3 separate regions of the Gossypium hirsutum genome follow, and all the other regions are linked to region 1. Evidence: chromatin contacts called from public Hi-C data. All regions are on one chromosome and are shown on one strand. The core of a region is the stretch at or near the end of the contact, and the rest is flanking DNA. Distances in the headings are between cores, read along the strand shown.

What was found. Hi-C and Micro-C count contacts between places; a contact is called where the count stands out from the background.
Region 2: a contact with region 1 is called in a Hi-C map of leaf, with 2.6 times the contacts expected there. The contact joins the enhancer-like site here to the promoter of LOC107901452 in region 1. A contact is called at or near these places in 8 of 34 Hi-C or Micro-C datasets (callus, hypocotyl, leaf and 1 more).
Region 3: a Hi-C map of leaf shows a contact between it and region 1, with 3 times the contacts expected there. The contact joins the promoter of LOC107901469 here to the promoter of LOC107901452 in region 1. A contact is called at or near these places in 13 of 34 Hi-C or Micro-C datasets (callus, hypocotyl, leaf and 1 more).

What each region holds. Positions count from the first base shown.
Region 1 is chrD09:18,432,061-18,436,153 of Gossypium_hirsutum_v2.1, reverse strand. LOC107901452 (mitogen-activated protein kinase kinase kinase YODA) reads left to right here and starts at 2,242. Exons shown (of 12, transcript XM_041101703.1): 1 at 2,242-2,530; 2 at 3,414-4,093. The coding sequence starts at 3,617.
Region 2 is chrD09:18,648,965-18,653,057 of Gossypium_hirsutum_v2.1, reverse strand. It overlaps the pseudogene LOC107951275. Among protein-coding and RNA genes, the nearest start is that of LOC107951276, 33 kb to the left of the region's middle. Within about 2 kb of position 1,912, at least 9 of the 9 cell types and tissues checked have an H3K27ac peak or open chromatin away from gene starts, as enhancers often do. A contact at or near this core is called in hypocotyl and leaf, where this site is marked.
Region 3 is chrD09:18,562,123-18,566,215 of Gossypium_hirsutum_v2.1, reverse strand. It overlaps LOC107901469 (sec-independent protein translocase protein TATB, chloroplastic), which reads right to left and starts at 1,713. Exons shown (of 6, transcript XM_016827493.2): 1 at 1,236-1,713; 2 at 1,026-1,147. The coding sequence starts at 1,455.

The DNA.
Region 1 (4,093 bases), core at 993-3,492:
ATTAAAAATAAAACAATGAGTGATAATATTAAATAATTATTCTATCTCTAATAAATTAAATTAATAAGACATAAATAGTAAATAATAAATAATAAATAGGGCCAGGGCCCATTTTATAATAATGTCTCAATCTTATTTTTTTTAAAAAAAATAAATAAAGGAGTTTGAGTTCTAGTAGAACAATCGAATGGAGTAGTTAAATTCACAATAACTCTATTTTATTCAAGTAATTGACACTATAAAAATGGGTCACTCAAGCTATTATACATATTGACAAGTTTAAGGAGCTCATAAAATCTCGAGCTCATAAAATCTCTACATAGTTCTCTGAATAAGTCTAAGAACTTGAAGAAATTTTGAAGAATGTCACATCAGTTCTGAAGATCATCTTCTGATCTAGTTCAAAGTTACAAATTCGACTTTTTTAAAATCAAAATTTAACTCGAAACTTGTATATGCATCATAAACCAATATTTTTTCTAAAAGAAATTATCTAGTTTGTTAATAACAAAGTGTTCAATTATGATCACTCACGATCATTTTCACTCACCATAATTTTATTTGAATTATTAGTTGGAAAAAATAGAAACATTTTTTTTCTTTTTAACTCATTGTTTTTTCTAACTCCGTTTCGATATTCTGTATTCACCAAAATTCAGTTGACAAAGCGAAGGTTAAGGGTTTTGATAGAAACGTAAATATCTTTTCAGAAGAAGTGCATGGAAGAGTGGACCATAAAAATATGGTGCGTGTGGTTAGATTAGGTTAAATTGACTTGGATACTATCGTCAAAAGCTTAATTAATTTTAGAGCGGCAATCAGCCAGAGGCAGGTCTAAATTTGGAGGCTTTGAATTTTTCCACACTCAAACCCATGCATCGTTACTACCGTTTCAGCGTGAAAATAATAAGATAAACTAATACTACTACAAAATAAATAAATAATCTTTTTTTTTCTTTCAAACAATGAAAATCGTTTAATTTAATTATTTATAAAAAATATATATATATAGAGAGAGAGAGAGAGAAAGTAGATTTTCAGCATGAATACAATAGTCTTACATCATGTATTAAATATATTATATCTGTGTCATATGCATTTCTTTTTTCAAATATAATGTATTTGAATAAAGTTAATTTTACTAATGAAATATCACACTAATTTTCAGCAAATGTGAAACTAAAGCTGTCTTTTTCTATTCCACTCTAAGTTTTTTAATGATAAAAAAAATTACAACCTAACTTGACATTCTACCATTTGAACCCCCGAATTTGTCAAAATTTATAATATAAAAATTCTAATTTCAATCAATGATTATTAAGCTTTTACAAAAAGGAGATACTATTCAAAATTCACTAATGAAAACCTAGAACTGATAAAAATAAAGTATTTTCATAACATAAAAAGAAAAAAAACGGAATGAATAAAATAATTTTCCATGAAAGAAAGCACCAAAATAAAAAAAGAAATATATTTGTTTTTTAATGCATGCAGGTTTGAAGAAATAAAAACGAAATTCTCTTCCATTAATGATGGGAGAAAAAAAATAAGTCAGTTAATTTGTTTTCTCTTCTAGCATCCAAATAAAAATCTATTTCATTAATTCCACTACATCACATTTTCTTTTCTTTAATTATTTCTTCTCACTTCATCAAGAAATAAAAATTTGAATCATACCTTTTTTTACTACTAATAATTTTTTAAGAATGTTTAAGAAAAATATGTTTAAACGCATTTTAGTTGTGTCTTCCTATTATAATAACAATTATGCTAATTACGTTACCACTCAACTGGCATAATTTTTCATACTAATAATTGTTGAATTTACATATATCATATATGGATACTTATTGTTTCATTTATATATTTTAAAAATTATTACAAATTTCATAAATAATTAAATTAAGAAATATATTAATTGTTCAATCCTTATAATTTTAAAATCTATTTTTATTTTTAATGTAAATTAAACTTCAATACAAATTTTTATAATAGGGCAATAGAAGTTAAGATATAGAGTAAAATATTTTAAATAAATTTAAAACTAATAGAAAATATATTGCTTTTTAAAGTTAAAAAATAGATTTTTTTGAGAAAAAGAAATATTGTTATTCTCGTGAGTTTAAACGATCGTACAAAGAAGAAATTAAAAAAAAAAAACTGTACGTGGAAACTTACTGCTGCAGCTAGTCTTACTTAATTATTATTATTTATTTATGATTAATAAAATTTATTTATTTATAATATTAACGTTCAGACAACTCCATTTCTTAACTCAGACATCCTCTCTCTCTCTCCCTTTCTGTCAATCTCTCTCTACGCGATCTAGTAACTGACTCACAATTTCTGTAAAGCTAAAAACTTTAAAGTTAAAAATTTTGAAAATTTCATCTCTTTCAATTTAGATTTCTAGGGTTTATTTTAAATATTTTGTTATGCTTTTTGCTTCTTAGCTTGCGATGATATAAACCAAAATTTCGCAAATTTATCAGTGGGATGGAGCTCAGATTCGTAGCTCCAAGCATGTGAAGTAAGTTCCTTTTTCCTTTTTATTTGTTTTGTTTTATTTGGTGTTTAGCAATATATGTTACCTTTTATTTTTCAGTTAATTTTGGTGTTCATTGGAGTTTTTTTTTTCTAATATGGTTTTGGAGTTCGTATGTAGATCTGTTGGTTGGAACTTACGGTTTCGAGAAGTTTTCAGATCGTAATTTTTGTTTGGTTTCGGAGAAAATTGGGGAGGAAAAAGAAAAAGTTGAGTATTAAATCACGGTCTCAACAAAAAAAAAGGTTTGAGATTCACAATATTGTGTTTTTGGGTTGTAATATGGATTTTGGGAGATGCTTGTTTCAGATAGGGATTGAATTTGAGTTTGTTTATTGTTATAGAAAAAGGATGTGATTTCTTTTCATTGTTTCTCATTTATTTACATTGGTGAAATCAAAATGTTGTCCTCTTTCGGTGTTTTCGAAGAAGTAGAAGTGCAACAGTCTGAACCTGGTTCTTTTGGGACCTAAAGTAGTTATCTGAGGAACACCAAAGGCTGAAGGCAGTAGGGACTGAGGTTTAAGAGAACTTTTTCCAGATTTCTGATAACATCTGTTCTGAATCTTTTAGTGGCATGCATACCATGTAGTCTATTCCTTTAATGAAGAAAATGAGATACCGTGGTTTCTTTGAGGCATGCTTTCTGAAGATTGTTGTTTCTATCCGATGAAATTTGTTGTTGTAGAAGATAGACAAAGATGCATTAACTGATTTTCCTGTCTAAGTACTCAAAGTAGGTAATTCGTGTGTGGTATGGACTATGACTGTGATATTGTGATGGTTGTTGAGCATTTATGCAAAGGTTTTGACAAAAACTAAGCATTTAGTCTTTCCTCCGCACTTCTATTTTCTTTTTTGTCTGCAGATTCAAGTTACGGTGCTGGTTGTGAGGCTCATAGGATTCTAGCTCACAATCCAGAATTCTTCAAAGCTTCACTATTTTGAATTGATTGTATTAAAGAACCGGATCCTTTATTGTCGTTGAGCTCTACAGTTTCGGTATTTGGAAATGGATTTGCTTTAGGAACACTTTGCCAAGTGGTATCTCAGGTCAAAAAAATTTGAAACATGCCTTCTTGGTGGGGAAAGTCATCATCCAAAGAAGTGAAGAAGAAAACAAACAAGGAAAGTTTCATTGATACCTTACACCGGAAATTTAAGATTCCTTCAGAAGGTAAACCAAACAGTAGATCAGGAGTATCTCGTAGACATGGCAATGACACAATTTCAGAAAAGGGATCTCAATCCCGACCAGAATCTAGGTCTCCTTCACCTTCTAAACAGGTGTCTAGGTGTCAAAGTTTTGTCCAAAGGCCTCATGCTCAGCCGCTGCCACTTCCTGATCTGCATCCTGCAATAGTGGGTCGTACAGACTCTGGAATTGGCATATCATCAAAATCAAGGCCAGAAAAAGGCTCCAAGTCATCATTATTTCTGCCTCTCCCAAGACCTGCATGCATACGTCATAGGCTAAATCCTAATGATACAGATGGAGATTGTGTTACTGCTTCAGTTTTCAGTGAGAGCTCAGCTGAAAGTGATGAT
Region 2 (4,093 bases), core at 663-3,162, 220 kb before region 1:
ACCATAGGCACGGTTCACAGTCCTCCTATTCCTAGGTAACCTAGACCTCTTGTATTCCGCAGGTCTCAAGTGAGGAATCTGCACATTGAGCAATACCATATACATCAGGAAGATAGAATATTATGATCAAATGAGAAAATAAACATGCTAAATATCAGTTAGGGAAGTGAAACATGATAGTAAACAATGAAATTTTGGCATATACCTTGATAAATTAATCCTTTTTCGTGAAGTCTAATAAATGCCTCTATAATAGCTCCTGCAATAGGAATGCAAGTTCAGAACACAAACTTACCCTACTGTTATTTGAACAAATGTAGGCGCCTAATTATTACTTCTATGATTATCACTACTATTATTACTGCCATATGTACAATGCAAAGAAAACAAATGAGGTAACAAGTAAAACATGTCACAGATTGGAACTTTACACATAATTTAAAGACTTTGAACATTAGCTAGATTTCACTTTTACTAGATAAAAATCTTGTCTTACGATTTAGCTGCTCATCGAGGGTGAAACATTCTCTAGTCTAGTCACAAGAAGCCCCAAGTCTCTTAATTTGATTAGTAATGATCCCACCATACCTGAAATTGAAAAGAAAAAAGACCAGCAATGAACAAAAAATAGATAAAACATACAAAACAAAATAGTACCTATATGAAACCTTAATGGTCAAATATGAACAATAAACACCAGAAATTAAGCAACGGTTAAAGCAATAAAACTCCATAAGTATCAATATTTGGAATGAGAAGAAGTAGAATTTATTGAAGTTGTGGAGAACCCCCCCAAGCCATTTCTTCATAAACAACAAAAACACAATAGATGATATGTACAAAGTAACAGATTCAAAATCAGCAAAGAACAGCAGAAAAACCAAGTATGCAAATAATTTAAGGGAAGACATACTTCTCTTTCCACTCCCAAACTTGTTTTTCAAATTCATCTCCGCCCACTTCTACCCTTTTTATTCCTTCAGAAGCCAACATTCTTTCCACAACCAACTGGGAAAAGAAAAGTAAAATAGGTTCAATTATATATTCCTATTCAACATGATACAACATATATACTCATTCTCTACACAAAACATTATGTATAAAGAGGGCAAAATATAAATCAACAACAAAGATGAAAACCAAGAAAAGCAAGAACCAGACCCGATCTAGGAATCAAATCAGTGAAAATTAACAGAAAAAATACCTGTTGATGACAGAGAGAGAACCACTGCTTCTGGGCTTTCTTTTCTTGACTGTGCCTGCCAATTTTTTAGGGTTTCTTCAAAATAGAAGTAAGGCCGACGGTCGACGGAGATGACGAACGGAGATGGTGAGGGGAGGTGATGAACGGAGATGAAGATGTGGAAGAAAATTTGCTTAGAAGAGAAAGGAGAAAGGAAAATGTCTTACGGTAGAGAAATGGGTAAGACAATTTCCAAAAAAAGCTTCGGATTTTACCGTGTTTGTAAAATATTTTTATATGGGAATTCATTTTCCACAAAACAAACACAGGAAATTTCGAAAAATATTTTCCGAAAAATATTTTACACCAATCAAACAAGCCCTTAGGCTTTTAGAAGCGTCTGCAATTTTTTACTGTTTAAAACATATCATTTTATTAAAAATTTCCAACCCATGTTAATTTGAAAAAAAAAGTAATAAGTTAATATAATTTTAATAAAAATCCCTTAAAGGTAAATTGTTAATAATGTAGGGATGTTTATTACCAAAAGAAAAATTATAGGGGCGTGTAGAAGATCATGAAGGATATGTGCATGCTCCATGTTTGGTAATAATATTTGTCATTGTGCAATTCAAAGTCGGCACCTGTCTCTCTCTCAAATTCACATTTAAGCAATTAAGAATACCCAGCTACCCCACCTCTTGTTAATCCCTTCCCCAGTCTCACCCTTTGTTTAGACCATAATGTCCATGTCCTTCTCTAAGTATTTCCTTCCCCAGTTCCCATTCCCCATATAGATGAAAAGGTCAATCTGGTGATTACGTTTAATGTCATAAAAACCTCTTTCCTAGAACCTATATATACTTGAGTCATCACCTTGTTTGGTCATACTCCAAAACCAAACCAGATCCATTTTACTCATCTCCACCTTGATTAAGAAGCATATTAATGGCCTCTCCCCGTGAAATAGAGGTGACCCTCTCCTCCGCCAAAGATCTCAAAAACGTCAATTGGCGTCACGGCCCAATCAGGCCGTACGTCGTCTTGTGGGTGGACCCAAAGAACAAGTGCTCCACCAAAGTCGATGAGGAGGGTGACACTTGTCCCATATGGGACTAAACTCTGGTCATCCCTCTCCCTGCTGGTCCCGTGGACGACGACACCATTCTCTTCATCGACGTCGTCCACGCCGGTTCCGAGGAGCACACCAAACCACTCATTGGCTCAGGTAAGATCAAGCTCCGAAAAGTCCTTGATAAGGCCGGCTTCGAAGTAAGCCACGAGAAAACGCTCAAGCTGAAGCGACCCTCTGGGAGACCTCAAGGAAATGTTGACGTTAGAGTTTTGATCCGAGAGCCACGCTATCATGATCCCGATCCGTACCGGGCCCCACCCTACGGGGTCCCAGCACAGGATTCAAGAGCCTACCCAGGAGCTCCGCCAACTTATGGTTTTCCTTACCCATACGCTCAGCCGCCACCACCACAAAGTCCTTACTATGCAGCCCCACCTTCTGGGTATCCCTACAGTGCGTACAATTACAATGCTCGGCCGGCGTACGGTGAAGGAAGTGGTGGGTACTACGGGCAAGTGGAGAAGAAGAAGAGTAAGTTCGGAGGGATGGGGACAGGATTGGCTGTGGGTGCGGTTGCAGGGGCTTTGGGTGGACTGGCATTAGCGGAGGGCGTGGATGCGCTGGAGGATCATTTCGAAGATGAAGTGGCGGAGAAGGTTGAAGATGATCTTGGATATGATGATGGAGGCGATGATTTCTAATTCTCGAGACAAGATGATTTTGTTTTAAATGGTGATGCTCTTTGGAGTTGATGGGAGATTGTAATAGTTGTTGTTGTTTTTGTTGGTGAAGGCCATAAGCATCGGCTTCTATGTTGTGGGAAATAAAAACCTTTTTGTCAGGCATCCGATGCCCTACCGGCAACTTAATTCTTATGCATTGGAATAGGTATGCTGTTACAGTTGCTATCCCTCTCAAGGGAGAATGGGTCAAAATTTCACCCCTTATCTATTAAAAAAAATCCTTAGTATTTTATTTTTTAAATCTCAGACCTTTAAAATTTTTGTAGGATTTAGAGTTATATTTTAAAAATTTTAAATATACATTTTATTGTATTAAGATAAAATTTATAAAAAAATTAATTATTTAAAGTCTACTAATTTTTAAAATTATTAGTATCAGTTAAGTGATCAACCCATTAGTATATATTCAGAATTGTAAAGTCATATATTCGTAACTGATAATAAAATTTGAAATTATTGCTCCCAGATTCTTCTTGCTGTTTGCAAGTTGTCGTACAAGGTGGTGTCTGAAGTAAAGGATTGCTTGAAAGGTGAGTACAACAGGCAAAAGCCCAAAGCCTAGTCGTCCTTCTCATCTTTTCGATGCCATAAGAAACCACGCCAGTAATTAGATAAATTAAAAATATAACCAAACTTTACGTCAAACAGCTCCTTTCTGAATATATAAAAAAAATGAAGAAAAGCAATTATATATGACAATTTGATTGCATTTTTAACTTTAATGAAAGTAGATATGATGTGGACCCAACTCGTAAGAGTTACACTTGAACTTGGTTTAACAAAAGAAATAAAATATGATTTAAAATAAAGAATATAGAATAAAGGAACTAAAGGATAAAATTCGCCCTAACATATCATGTGACTAGCAAACTCGAACTTTAGATAGTTTATACCATCCTCTAAATTATTTGATATCTAGCAAACTAGATTAATAGGAAAGAAATTTTGAATATTTACATGGGCAATATGCATGGCTCAGGCCACATCTTCGTGAAGTCATAAGCGAAGTTGGAATACAGAATACCTCGGGCTCCTAAGTATCGATGAATTTCGTTTTGGGTAGTACTACAATCGTACATTAGAGCCATTGCA
Region 3 (4,093 bases), core at 464-2,963, 130 kb before region 1:
AAAATGTGATATATAGCAAAATTAATGTCTTTTAACTCTCCAGTCCTCACAAGTTAGATTCTTCTTGACATATTCAACCATTTAGTAAAATGTCAAGAGGGATCTGAGGTAAAAGACACAACACTTATTCTTAAAGATCTGGATCACTAAATACATCAAGGCATCATTAGAATGAGCCCTGAAAGGATAGGGGAACTTAAGAGTTTAAAATAGGGTAATACAATGGAATGAATTGGACTTAAATGACAACAATGTTTTTGCATCAAGGGAAAAAAATCATTATCTTGTCAAACAACACTACATTAATGCCTCGCTTGGTTACTAGTCTTATATATGAGGAAAATGCTTATTTATTACAGATGTAGTACAATAGTTAGATATAAACTAAAGAATAGTTAGTACAATTTTAAATTTGAAACTAGAAAGATGAGTAAAAACTGATAAAAAATAAGACTTCTTCAAAATAAGCGAAAAATTTTCCTTCTCTTTACTAAAATTAAGTCATGGGAATGGCTTTCAATAAAAAGGATTCTTTCTATCATCTAAGATTATAATTTAAACGAACATTTGAATTCTAATATAAGACAAGAAACCATATCAATTTCAGTTTCAAGCAAAGCTAAGTATTGTCTATAAAATCCAACACTAAACCAGCAATAATTTTCAGTTTCAACAATTTATCATACCAACTTCCCAGGCACTCCTTAGAAAATTCTACCAATTTTTTTGCTTCTTGTTGATTAATTCATATTTGAAGCGTTGAATAGAGATTAATATTTTAAAATAGTTGCCACAAAGCCTACGTTTCCAAAGCTTAGGACCTATCTAAATCCAATACCCGCATGAAATTAGAAACTTGAACTGTACAAATACATACATTACAAACATATGATAGACACAAACAGCCTGGAAAATCATCAAATGTTACAAACCATAAAAGGAGCAAGTGACAGGTTGGTGCTTATAATTGAAACAACATGCAAATGAGAATGACTTGTCCCTTAGTATATAAAGGCAGAACATACCTCAGCCAGACCCTTGGGACCAAACACCAACAAAGCAACTACCCCAATAACCAGAGCCTCAGGAGCTCCAACGCCAAACAAAGATGCATGAACCACCTTTCCTTTACATCTTCCTTTTTTTTCTGAAATTCAATAATCAAAATAAATGAACTGCATAGAGTAAAAAGACATCTTAAAAAGAGGAAACCCAGACCAAAAAAAAAAAAAAACCTAATTTAAGAGATTTTGGTGACATTGAAATGCCCAGATGCTTTAGACCACTCCATTGAGAAAAAAAAGATGGACCCAACTGAGGAAACCACGTGGTGAAACGGAAAGGAAAGGATTTGCGATGTGAAACTAAAGGAGAGAAGGAGAAAGTAGTGGACTTGGAGCTAACGGAAGGTGTGAATAAGAATGCGGAAGTTGAGACGGCCATAATTGTGGTCATTTGAAGAGATAGATAATTTTAGTGAGTTTAAGGAGAGCTTAGATTTTTCCGAGCATAGACATGGAATTGGGAGGGGACAAGGTTATCTTGAAATGGGAAGATGTCTAAAAATGCAATATGTGGAAAATGATGGTCGAGGAGATTACGATACCAACAATTACAGAGAAGGTTTCTTTTGGAGCTCACTTGATCCGGATTCTGGAGATCTTATTGTAGGCTGAAACGGCCATTTCAATGTGGGTCGACACCTGACTATCATGATCAGCCATCACCAAGTTCTGGGCTTGATTTAGGTAGTCAAATGCTGGCACATCATGTTTAAGATAGCCCAATTTTTTAGGGCTTCTCCACGATGTTTGATAAAAATGAGTTACGTTCAGTTTTCTTTCTTCAATAACCTTTACCCTGGATTAATTGGTAATATTTTCAATTCGATTCTTATACTTTCTTTTTCTTTTTCATATTAATCTTAGGAATAATATTTAATACACCGTGGTCCACAAGTTTTATTTATCGATATCATCGATAAATAATATTATTATACCTCATTATTAAATAAAATAAAAAAGAGTGGATGACTTATATAGTGATTTTTTAAAAAAAATTATTAAATAAATATAACTATATAAAAAATTAAAAAATTTATTGAAATTTTATATAATTTTTTTACTAAAGATACATGTCCAAAATGAACTTGAATAATTGGGGCCAAAATTTATCTAAATTTGGAAATTCATTCTAAACTTATTTTAACAACTACACGTGTATTTTAAAGTAAATCTAAAAGGGTTTTCAGTTTTGAGATTTTTGAATTTTGATGAGATGAACCTAGACTTGCGTTTGTCCAGGTTCGTTCTGGACATGCATTTTTTGATTTTTTTTTTACCTTTTTTAATATGAGTATACGATAATATATAATATAAATGATGAATTATATAGAATCATGGATTATAGGACTAGAGGATAATATGTTCTGTCTTGATTTACTTACTTGTATGGAGCAAGGATTAAAGTTTTGATTAGACATCTATTTTGGTAAGAGTTCAAATTATATCATGTCATCTATCACCATAATATTATATAATAAAAAAAGGGTGGCTTAAATTTTTTTTAAAATTATTTATTGAATGAAATAATAAACTTCACATAGGATCCAGAATCAGAATATATTTTCAATTCTCTGAAGATTCTAAACTACATAGTAATGGAGATCGGATGATACTAAGTATGATAGTTGAATATGGATATATATTTTGTATGAGTATATTTAATTTATGTGTTGAATACAAATATTTTAAAAAGGATAGAGAGGTACGTGTCTTTGCAACATATAATACCAAAACAAGGCCAAAGTATTTGTTGAACAGGTAAGAGATAAAAAGAGCATATTTTCATTCATTTATTACATTAAAAAAAGCAGCAAATGCAGATGATTGCAACCAAAAATTAAAATAATACTTCAGCTTCAGCTCCATCTTAGTTGCCGCAAAAAACACAAAGTAACAAACCTGTCCGAGTAACATCTGTAGATACAAGCCAATTCCAAATGACAGAACTTCCATTCCTAGACTAGATGCCTGAAATTCAAAGATTTTTAGTTGCCAGTGGATTCGAACCTCTAGAATAGCAAATCTGAGTAGAATTCTTTTACATGTAATAGTGTTGTCTGTGAGTGACATCTATGGTGGAAGCCCTACTCCCTACTGCTCTTCATTCTTTAACTTTGTGCTGGAGCTTTTGTTTGTTTTGAATCATTATTGACACTGTAGCTGTCAGGATTTGTTTTTGTAAGACTTTATTATCGAAATGCAAGACCTCAAAGCGAGGAAAGCTCTCTCCGACTATTTTTTTTGTTCACAAAATTTGAATAGACTTTACTTGGGACTTAACCTTGTTAGAGAAAAGTTATATTCATGAGACCTTCGGGTTAAAGGTTACCCAAATTCTTAGCTTGAGTTAGTGGCAACTTTATAGTGAATGAGAGCAGACCTGTGGTGTTTCAAATCTGGGGTACACTTTAACCATCTCAAATTTGGAGTCATTGCCATTGGGTTGAATTTGATGCAACATCTATAGGCAATAATACAATTAATCACAGTGGCATTCCAGGTTATGATTGTTGTTTTTATTGAAGCATATGAAAGAACATATATGCTGCATTTTCTGCTTACATAGTTCTTCCTTCCAGCTCTGAATTGTATGGACTTGAGCCTGCCCTGATGGCCTTGCCTGATCTGCCCACAATGGGACAAAGGAAGTGACCCCATCTGGTTCAAAAGTTCAAAATGCCATCGATCCTTTACCAGAAATTTGAGAAAGCTGACCAGAGGTATAAAGAGGGTAAAGACAAGATTTGTGGGACTTGGCCTCTTTCTTGGTTTGCGCATGGACTAATTCATCCAGTCAAAGTTTGACGTCTCTGCCGTCTTTGCATGACTTTTACAGGTCGCATAAGTGATATGACTATTTATTCGTCCTCTCTTTTATAGAGAATGAATAGTATTTGATAGCAATAATTATTAGAATAGTAATTATATATTTTATAATTATAAAAATTATAATTTTTTATATTGTTTGACTTATAGAATGTAATTATATTGTAATTTTGCATATTATATTTAGTAGTATAAATTATAAT